2 separate regions of the Mus musculus genome follow, and region 1 is linked to region 2. A link is a contact called in public Hi-C data. All regions are on one chromosome and are shown on one strand. Each heading gives the region's core, a stretch centred on a gene start, on an enhancer-like site or on the middle of the called end of the contact. The rest is flanking DNA. Distances are from core to core; before and after follow the strand shown.

Region 1 (5,832 bases), core at 3,056-5,555, 300 kb after region 2:
ACACTCATCATTTCCATTCTATGGCTGATTGGATGGCTTTTCCAATTCAGTGCTGACTGCTGTTGGTTTCTATTTCCCTTGAGATCAAGGTTTCTAGCATTATAACACGCTGTGTTCTAGGGTTGGGGACTTGACCCTTTACCAGATTAATGAAAATTCCTTTTATAGGCATATTCATGTTTTTGCTAAGAGGTTTGTCTACAAAAGAGGATTTCAAACCCATCTCATTGTAATTCGTGTGTCTATTGAGATCACTGTCCCAAGAATTTTTGGTTAATCTTCTAAACTAGATGAACATATATCTAATGTGAATGCAAATTTATGTGTTTGAAATAACTCGCTATAATATATGTCCTAGCTCTGGCCAGTGCTCCACAAGTCCCGAGCCACCTGCACTGTGACTCTCCTGCCAGTCTGGTCAGTATGTCCCTCCCTCTTCTCCCCTTCAGAGGAGCGGGTCTTCAATGGGAGTGCGATATAATAGCGCCACCTGCTGGTCAGCTTGGGGATTTCTGCCCTCTTGCTCCAGGCTTCCTTTATTAGCTCTGTCTTCTCCAAGTCTCACCCCTTTCTCTTCACTCCCCGCCCTCCTTTATCTAAACGTTAACATGCACATTAAATCACTCCTTAATCCCTTTGCTTTCCTTCTCCTTTTGCTCCTTCACCCATCTAAGCCTCCTTCAACACTGGTTAATGATGGAGACTGTAGGACTGCCAACCAAAGGAAAAAGTACAACCAACCACATATTTGAAGGGGCATTTGGTACCACTGAGAGTGCCAGCTCTGCTCAGCTAACAGCTGACATCCTCCAAGTGCTTGAAGTCCCTTTAAGATGTCCTCACGTTTCTATTGCTAATCATTTTCTAATTAATCCTGCTCAGTTTAACAAGCTCAAGTAATAAAGACAATTATTAAGCTGTTAGTAACTCTCATTATTTCTATCCTTTTATTACCAGATTTGACAAATTTGGAGTTTCTTCTGTATTTTACTGTAAGGGCTCCGTTTTCATTATGGGTTCAATGACTTGGCTGCAGAACCTCCATCCACTGTAGTTTATAGGGTGATAGCCCCAACAGGTGCCTTTTTGTACACAACCCACTTAGGAGACAGAGACTTCTCTTTCTAATTGCTTAGCTCATCAGTGCAGAAAATGCCACAGAGCACTAGCAGGGGAGCTGGCTGGGGAGTAGGTGTGGCCAGCACAGTAGTTTCTTGGTTGGGTTAACCCTCGCCTTGTTTTTGGTCTGTATCTGAGAATAAGGAATTCGCTTCGGCCAGCACTGGGCTCCGTAGCCAGTGCCAGTGCAGCTGTGAGGACATCTTGTTGCTTCTCTTCACACGCCAGCCTACTATGAAACAGTGATAGTACACTGAGAAGTCTTGCTCATTCAGAGACAGCAACTCGTGTTTCTAAGTAGGCACCACAAAAATCTTTTAGATCCATTAGACTGGTTGTTCCCTCAAGGCCATGAACAGTTCCTAGATCATGGGACATATTGTAAAATAATATAGAAAATCTGGGCTGGAGATGTAGCTCACTTGTTAAGAGTGTTTGGCTAGCTTGCAGGAAGCCCTGGGTTCCATCACCAGCATCACATGGAACCAGGTGGTGGCACACATCCATAGATCCAGCACCTATGAGGTGGATCTTGAAGAACAGAAGTTCAAGGTCACCCTTAACTACACAGTAAGGCAAGGATGCCCACTGTTGAAAGTTCTGATGTGTATGGCTTTAGAGCCATGATGGTTGTAAAACCAATCAGCCTGTGCATGGTTGCTGCGGTTCTTAGAGAACCCTCTAGCACCTGCCTCAGCTGTTCTTACTTCCACGGTCGACTAGGAGAGTTTCAAAGGTGAACTTTAAGAAGAGATAGAAAGGGTATCAGGTTAGCAGCTGAGTCCCGCCAAGCCCCACCCCCAAACCCCCTAGCTTTGAAACCTCTGAGCATGCTGCCCTCGCCCCACCTCGCTTACCCATGTGCCCCTCTGCACTCCAATTTCCTAACCTCTTGATGTCTCTTTCAAAAGGTGGGGACCCAAACTGTATGCACTGTTCCAGATGCGTTCTTGCCAAAGCAGCATAAAGCAGATGTAACGGGATGGCACCTCCCTCCTCATGAGGTAAGCAAAGCTGGCAGCTGCTGCTGGCATGATCCCATGCTCCCAGGAGACATGCACAGATCCTGGAGGGGGGGGACCCCTAGAACCGATGTCTGCTCACCTGCTGACCAGAGCCTTTAGTTGCGGTCAAGCTGAAGGAGCTGAGCCAGCCCGTGCTATAGCGTCCCGTCCTGCGTCATCTTGACCTTCTTGATAGTCCGCGTCCGCCAGGCTCTTCACCAGTCAAGGACACCATCCTCCGATAAATCACTCCGCTGTCAGCTCGAGTTTATGAAAGTGAGATTTTTATCCGTGACTATGGTCAAGTGATTATTGTAAGTGCTATTTTAGCTAGGATGGTCTCTTGTTGTATTTTGGAAGACTCTCTGGATTCGTGAGAAAGGGGTATTAAGAGTGCTCCCTCGCACGGGACACTTCCGATTTCCCAGGGTAAGAAAGTCATCCAGCTGTGTTGTACATGCGTGCTGAGTGAGAAGGTCAAAGAACTGGTTCATAAGCTTTATTAATAAAGTTATTGTGTGCCTCCCTCAGTCTGGCTGTATTTAAAAATCACTTTAACGTGCTCACCATGATGACAGATGGTTAGAAAATTCCTTAGTTCTAAATGAAACCGCAGCACTTCAGTTCCTCTTAGAGACTGAAGGGTGCGGGTTGAGGTCTCCCAAATGTTCTGGGAGAGTTTTCAAAACATTTCCCCACCTGGTTATACATGGACATACATGCAGCGATGCTTGAAGACATGGCGTAGGCTCCGTCATGGCAGCGTGTCCTTTACAGTTCTGTCATGTGAAGGAACGGGTATTACCTCCACTTACGAGGGGAGGACGTTTAGAAATGACTTCTTTAGCCTCGAGTTTTAGATTCTATGAAGTGAGGTGCAAGTCACACTAGACTCCCAGACACTTCCTTTTTTAATTAATTAATTAATTTTTATTAGATATTTTCTTTATATACATTTCAAATGCTATCTCAAAAGTCCCCCATACCCTCCCCCCCCCTCATACCCACCCGTTCCCACTTCTTGGCCCTGGCATTCCCCTGTACTGGGGCATATAAAGTTTGCAAGACCAAGGGGCCTCTCTTCCCTGTGATGGCCATCCCAGACCCTTCTTGACGCCACTGAAACTGTCATAGTTGGAAAGTTAACTTGAAGGCTGCAGGACCCCCATCTGCGTCTGCTTTCACTCATTCAGAAATGGGTGTGGCCTACCGTTAATTCATAGAATTTGGCTGTTCTTATTCCTGCTATTTGAACAAAAATCTCTGCTGGAAACACATCCTTAGCATTCATGGATTGCTACAGACACCATTCTCTGCAACTTTTTTTTCCAGTACAGAAATTCATTTACCCTATTTTGTTTGATTGGTAAAAACCCCAGATTAGAATAGGCTGGCTGCCCTGCTACTGTCTCAGTGACTTTCACCTGCTGAGAATGTGCCCTTCAAGGTGATGCCTTTGAGGGAGGCTGTCACCAAGCTATTGTTGTCAAAAGAAGAGAAAAGGTGTCTGTGTGACTCACCAGAGCCACCAGGCTCAAGTGACAGGTTTTGAATTATCCAGAGATGAATTCATGAAGGGACCGAGGGAGCTGGCAGTTGCCGCCTTTCAGGCTGAAATGTCATATAGTTGGAAGGGCTGCGGCCTCCGCAGTCTGTTGTTAGTGGAACAGGACTCAGTTGTCCCTTTAGCCTCGGCTCTTCCATCTTTAGGGCTTCCCTCCAAAACTGGCATCCAGCCTGCCTGTGGGATTCTGTTGGCAAGAATTTACAGGTGACATCCATAGCCACAAAACAGAAACCAGCTGGCTGCTTTGCTGAGTGATGGAGCCCCCTACAGTCTCAGGACCAGATTATAGCCATGTGACTGATGGGGCTGCTGGCTCAGTGCGTCAGTGTGGATCACACAGCTTCTCGTTCTCAACATTCAGGCCTTAGGTTCTCTGCACAAGGTCTCTCTGGGTGGGGTCCTTGAAGTAGGAAGTGACCTGAGGTGTGTGCCGCACGGAGCTAGTGTCAGCAGATGTGCCCACTCCTCGGGTTCTCCTCCCTACCCTCTCCTTCATAGCAGAAATGCCTGTGACTGTGACTTCACTTCCATCACGTGATTCTGGGGCCAGAATGTCCCCAAGCCTGTGGTTGATTTCTTTTGAGGCCCTGAACAGTTCCAGCCCAGCTGAGGCCCAGCTGAGTCAGAGAGCAGCCTGTGCCCCCTGGCCTCTTCTCAGCTGCGTTCCACCCCCCTGCACAGCCCCTGAACATTTCCAGAGTGCTAAACAAGAACTCTCAAGGCCGTGCCCTTGGCAACCCGTCCTGGTACTATTTAAGTTGAAGTTTCTTCTTTCTCCCTGACTGTCCTGTCCTCTTTCTGTGCAGGTCCCAGGTGGCTGACCCACGGTGGGCTTTAGACTAAGATGGACTGAGACAGCCCTGAGTCTTGAACACACACACACTCTGCTATCTTCATCAACCAGGGCGCTTGCTGATGCTTCTTCCCTCGCCTGTTTGTTATGGGTTTCGCTCTTCCTGCTCCTGCCTTCCTGTACTTCTTCACTGCCTTTCCTAGAGTCAGACCTCAGGAGATGGACCGGGACTTGGGATGTCTGCAGCCCTGTAGTCCTGAGTCAACATCTGCTAAGCTTGGCTTTGAGATACCACTTTCTCGAACATGCTGGCAGGCATAAGCCTCTGGAAAGCCCCTGGGCTGCCCCTCCCCCAACACCTTTTTCTGCATGATTAATTAGCTCATAAGATGGACTATATGGGAAGAATTTTCAAGACTTTACAACTTTCTTTTTTTAAAAAAATGTATGCGACTTAGAGAACAAACTTGGTGGCGTGAACCCCCTTCCATGTGTATTCCTGTGGAATCTGCAGAAATCGATGTGACATACGGCTCCCATCTGGGCTGTTTGTATAATTGTATATACATATAGCAATAAATATATTCTAATGTCATCTGGAGCCTGGGTTTGCAGTTCTCTCTGCACCCCGTGGCAGGCAGTGGCTATAACCCTCGCTAACAGGTCCTCTCGACCACTAGGACCTCCTTGCTTTGTCTCAGTTTCTTGTCTTCTCCAGTTGCACTAAGTGTTATTAAGATGACGCAGGTCAGGGTTTGGAGAAGGGTGAGGAGGGCTCAGGGCAGAGCTGGGATGTGAGGCGGCATTAGTAATTCATGCAGTGGCACCCGGCCTGGCTGAGGGAGGTTTGAATGTACGAGGACTGAAGCATTGGGTGACAGTTTGCAATGTGACTCAGCAGTCTGACATTAGGGTGACTGTTCAGGTAGCTGAGTCACATTGCAAACTGTCACCTTAGGAAAGTGTTGTGCCTGCAAAGAATGTGTCAGGTACTTGCCAGGCACAGAGGTAAACTTTAAAGAGTTTTCATAAAAATACATACAAGCTCTGTCACAATAGATGTTTTTTTCATTGATCAGAGAGGTTTTCAGGGTATGAGAGCTATACAGAGGGCACATGATCAGACAGCCCTTTATCAACAGCACTGTTTATCTACTATCGAGGAGTGTTTATTCACACTGTCCTCTCTTGCACTTAAAGACCTTTGATATCAGCATTTTTTATAACTTAAAAGATAATCATGTGCTTTGCTGTAGTGGTGATAGCTTATCGAATTTCTCAGTAGGCCTCTCCTTGGCCACACACAGAAATTGGCAAACAACTAGATTGGAACATACTGTGGTGAGGGA
Region 2 (5,256 bases), core at 499-2,998:
CCATCCATTTGCCTAAGAATTTCATGAATTCATTATTTTTAATAGCTGAATAGTACTCCATTGTGTAAATGTACCACATTTTCTGTATCCATTCCTCTGTTGAGGGACATCTGGGTTCTTTCCAGCTTCTGGCTATTATAAATAAGGCTGCTATGAACATAGTGGAGCATGTGTCCTTCTTACATGTTGGAGCATCTTCTGGATATATGCCTAGGAGTGGTATTGCTGAGTCCTCAGGTAGTACTATGTCCAATTTTCCGAGTAACTGTCAAACTAATTTCCAGAGTGGTTGTACCACCAACAATGGAGGAGTGTTCCTTTTTCTCCACATCCACGCCAGCATCTGCTGTCACCTGAGTTTTAGCCATTCTGACTGGTGTGAGGTGGAATCTCAGGATTGTTTTGATTTGCATTTCCCTGATGACTAAGGATGATGAACATTTCTTTAGGTGCTTCTCAGCCCTTTGGTATTCCTCAGGTGAGAATTCTTTGTTTAGCTCTGTACCCCATTTTTAATAGGGTTATTTGGTTCTCTGGAGTCTAACTTCTTGAGTTCTTGGTATATACAAACATTTTTTAACATTTTAAGTTTTATGAAAAATGTTTCATCTGCATGTATAAAATTGTTTCTATTTAACTCATGCCCTTTAATACATTTGGGCACCTCTTAAAATATCGGAGTGTATGCTGTACCACTGAGAAATACATAGGAGCCTTTCAGTGATGAGGCTGGACATTGGTTGCTGATAAGAGTCTTCCAGCTGAACATTGGTTTCTGTAGGATCTCTAGTCTGTTTTTGTCAGCCGGTTCCTGCAGTGCCCCTCCCCTGGTGACTTCTGCCTCTTGGCAGTCACTGGCTCATCTGACTTTGTCATTGCCATTGCATAGGACTGCCCTGTAGCACCAGCGGCTTTAGCAGAATGCAGTGGCTGGCATCACTGCAGTGAGGCTGTAAAGGTGGACACCCACTCCCGCTTGCTCTCATATTTTTCTCTGGCCACTTGATTTGGGAGCAGCTTAGAGAAAGCCACTCAGTCTTAGCCCTGTGATGGTGCGCCCCCCCCCCCCAACTGAGGAAAGAAGCCATCTCCTCTTTCTGAGGGTGTAGGAAAATGCTACTATTTATCAGTGATGTTATTTAAGCGTTGTGTTCTCTTGTCTGGAAATGTCTTAAATTAGTATGTTAATTTCTTGAATAGTTAATATGCAGAATTATTTAAGCATTTGGTTGTTTCTCTGAGTCGGTTTTTGCCTTTGGAGGATTGTGTCCATTTCATCCTTGCCCTCAATTTAATCATAATATTTTATTTTTGAAGCAAAATATGCCTTGATGTTTTTAAAGTGTGCCAGAACTGTCACTATGCCCTTTTCGTTCCCAATATTGATAATTTCCCGACGTCTTTGTTTAGCCAAAGGCATTGTTTTGTTTGTGTTTTCTAAGAAGTGAGCTTTAGCCTTGTTGCTCTCTCCTCTTCTCTGCTGTGTTCTTCTTTGGGCTTTATTGGGGGTTTGTTGTTGTTATTTTGCTAAGATTTGTTGAATAGCTGTATGTAATAAAGCACACATACCTGCAACATGATGAATTTTAATTTGCTGTACAAGCATGAAGCCAACCCCACAGTCAAATAATAAAGAGACGCGTGACCTCCAAAGGTTGGCTGCGTGCCTTTGAACCTATCCTCTCGTGGTTCCTCCACCCACATGCAGATAATCAGTGATTGGTGCGATGTCACAGAGTTTTGTTTTTATTTTGAGACATTGATAAAAGTACGGTGCTGCTCTTTACTGCTGAGTCATATGGCAGTCTGGGTTCGCCTTCACTCGCCCCTTTTTAACTGCTGGTAGATAGGAGAGGCATTTCTAGCACACAGCCAATTATTGTTGCCTCATACATCCATCTATCAGCGTTTACAAGTCCTTGTATTCCAGTACTTTCATTTTAAAGTATCAACAAGTGTAATATCTGGATTTTGAGTTAGATGTAAGTTAAACTGTTAATTTATTTTCCAAAGAAGTTGACCTTGGGCCTGCAAAACAGCTTGGTGGGTAAAGGCACTTGCCACCAAGGCTGACAACCTGGGTTTGATACCTGGACCCCACATGGTGAAGGAGAGAACTAACTCCAGAAGATTGCATTCTGACCTCCACTTGCTTCCTTCCCCAGCAAGAATATATTCCAACACACACATACACACACACACACACACACACACACAGAGAGAGAGAGAGAGAGAGAGAGAGAGAGAGAGAGAGAGAGAAACAAAACAAAACAAACACCAGAGTGGCTGTACCACTTTATATTCCCAGGAGCTACATGTGTACCGTACCCTTGTCAGCACCAGGTATGGTCCAGCTTTTTAATGTTGAGTATTCTTTGTATCATGCCATTTTATCTCCTGTTGGTTTAGTTGTGATCTATCTGGTTACTAAAGGTGTTGAGCATCTTCTCGTCAGCTTATTGAATATCTGTATCTTCTCTGGTAGAATGCTAGTTTACATGTCTTGATTCTTGAGTTGTTTGGAGTGTTGAGTCATGAGTGTTAAATGCCATGGTTTGTACTGTCCAGTATGATGGCCACTGAAATACTACAGATCCCGTTCCCCACTAGCTCCAGCCGCAGTTTAAGATCACGTGAAGATGTGAACCATTATTACCCATGATTCAATGCTGGTAGACTGTTTTCAGATCTCCATGGAGTTACCTGTATGCTAAGCTTTGCCCCAGTGCATGCCCTGTGAATTCTCCCCTCTAAACATAGAGCTGGTGATTTCCCCCAACAACACTGTCCTTGAAAGAGACAGATTGTAAATTTTAATGAAGTCCAGCTTAGTGCTTGTTTCTTTTTAAACCTTGTGCTGTATTCTGGTTTTTTATTATTAACATTTTTTATTTGTTTATTTTTATCTATTTATTTTTCTTTTAGGCTAAATGTAAGGTCAAGATAATCCTCTTGTGCCTTATTTTAGCAATGCTTACATTTAGAAATATGGTCTACTTTGGGTCATTTCTATGTATGATCTACAATGAAAGTCAGTATTCAAGTTTATTGCACGTAAAGAACCCTCTCCGTATTCAGTTCCCTTCCTTCTTGGTCACACAGTCATTTTGCTGTGTCCTGGACATACCTTCTTCTGTACTCAATACTATTCATGCCCAAATGACACTATCCCAGTAATAAGAGCTCTGAAACCTTTTCAAATCTAGGTGTGTGAGTCTCTCGGCTTCACTGTTATGGGGTTCCCCCCATATTTCTGGTTATTTCAGGCCCTAAAATCATCTATGTAAATGTGTTAATCTGATGATTGGCAATTCCAATAAGACTGGGCCTGAGACAATAGGAACAGCTTTTCACTGACAGTACTGTAGTCAAAAAATAACATTTTTATTTCACTTTTGAATGTGTGTTCTCTATATACAGAAATGTACTTGGCTTTTTATAGTGATCATATTCTAAAGTATTTCTACATTCACTTATTAGCTTGAGTAATTTTTTGTGGCTTCCGTGGAACTCTACGTAGACTGGGCCACCCATGAACATAACCCTGTGCTGCTTCCCTCTGATGTGAACGTTCTCTGTCTCTTCCTCAGATTCTGATTTCTCTAGTCAGGATCTGCAGTACAGCAGAGAGACTGGTATCAGCAGGTATCTCCCCAGAAGTAAAGGAGAGAGAGCAAGCTTGCCTTCCCTTCCTAAAATGGATTCTGATGAATATTATGTCCTATCAAATACATTTTAAGCATCACCATAAGAATGATCATTTAATTTTTCCTTTTGTTACTATGCAGGTTACATTGACCTCATGTGAAAGCAACCTTATATTCTTGAGCAAAGCCTACTATATATCATGATATGAAGCCATTTTATGACTTATTGTTGAATTCAGTTTGAAGGGTCTTTTTAGTGTCTCTCGGCCTATATTTCTAAAAGATAATTGGCCTGGTATTTTGTTTGTTTTCTTTTCTTGTTTTGTTACCTGTAGTGTCTTTGGCTTTGATACTACTTTGATATTTTGTGAATAACTTGGGAAATATTCTTTCCTTCTTTCGTTTTCTGGAAGAGTTTGTGTAGAAGGTAGTGCTCTCTCAAATGTTTGACTTCACCTTTGAAGCTGCTTGGGTCTGCAAGTCTAGTTTATGTGTATGTGTGGCATGGATGTCTGTGATGGTGTTAAGTTTATGTACTAAGGATATTTGTTATCATTCCTTTTTCAGTAAGCTGTGGTGTGTTATATTAAGGATTTTTTTTCTGTCTCCTTTAAGTTGTCTGTTACATAGCCCTGTATTTCCTCATAATATTGTCTAATCATTTATCTTTGAAATCTATAGTCATACTCTTATAAAAAGTTAATGCTGAGTTATTTTGATTATTTTATTTATAAGGTATACTTCATATACATTGATTATGAAAGTGCTACCTGAATTTTTCTTAATCTGTACCCTGTCTTCAGGTAATGTTTGCAGATGATAATGGCAGTAAGAAGTAAAATTCACTAAATTTGCAAACTCCCTTCGTTGTCTTTTACAGGCCTTTTTCAGTTAAATTCTGAGTATGAGCTTCTTGTCATACTGATGATTTTATCCCAGGGTTTGCAGCCTAACATCTTGGATAAACATGTGTTTTCCGTTTATTGTATAAAACTGAGTTTAGGATTATGTTTGTGCACCTGGGCTCTGAAATGGACTAATTCTTTTTGAACTTGGGACTCGTCTGGTTTTTATTAAAAGAAAAAGAGATGAAGAGGGGAGAGTGAGAAGAAGGTCAAGTCTGTGTCTTGACCTCCAGCAAACACTGGGAAGATGGGCTAACTTTGTAGTGGGAAGGCTGTGTTGTAGCAGTGCTCCCTGACACATCTGTGCTTCTGAACATCACAGATCTGAGGCATATGTCCAGTATAATCTCCAATCTAAAAACCGTCTTATAGACAATGTGGTATACGTTTATGCCATATCACTTTGGGGATCACATTAATGTCAGGTTGTCTGACCTGGCCAAGGGGACCTCATAGGCTTTATTAAGGTAGTTTTCCTCCTTTGCAATTATCAATCTATAAGTTGATATTACAACACGTACCAGATTTCCTGTTGATGGAGCAAGATTTTGAATTTCAGATGATTTTCAATGTCAGTAACTTAACTCCTTGTGCTTTCGCTATGTGCCACCTTTCTGTAAACATTTCTTTATTTTAACCTCAAAAGACAATATTCTTTAGTTATTCTCATCGGTATACAAGAAAGCATTCAGCTCATAGAGTTT

The links. Hi-C and Micro-C count contacts between places; a contact is called where the count stands out from the background.
Region 1: a contact with region 2 is called in a Hi-C map of cumulus cells, with 3 times the contacts expected there. The contact joins two enhancer-like sites. A contact is called at or near these places in 8 of 484 Hi-C or Micro-C datasets (adipose-derived mesenchymal stem cells, cumulus cells, double positive thymocytes and 4 more).

The regions. Positions count from the first base shown.
Region 1 is chr9:52,098,341-52,104,172 of GRCm38.p6, forward strand. No RefSeq gene overlaps it. Among named protein-coding and RNA genes, the nearest start is that of Mir6244, 14 kb to the right of the region's middle. Within about 2 kb of position 4,306, at least 54 of the 459 cell types and tissues checked have an H3K27ac peak or open chromatin away from gene starts, as enhancers often do. A contact at or near this core is called in granulosa cells, where this site is marked.
Region 2 is chr9:51,797,588-51,802,843 of GRCm38.p6, forward strand. All of the region lies in intron 2 of Arhgap20 (Rho GTPase activating protein 20), which reads left to right. Among named protein-coding and RNA genes, the nearest start is that of Gm40520, 35 kb to the left of the region's middle. Within about 2 kb of position 1,749, at least 9 of the 459 cell types and tissues checked have an H3K27ac peak or open chromatin away from gene starts, as enhancers often do. A contact at or near this core is called in granulosa cells, where this site is marked.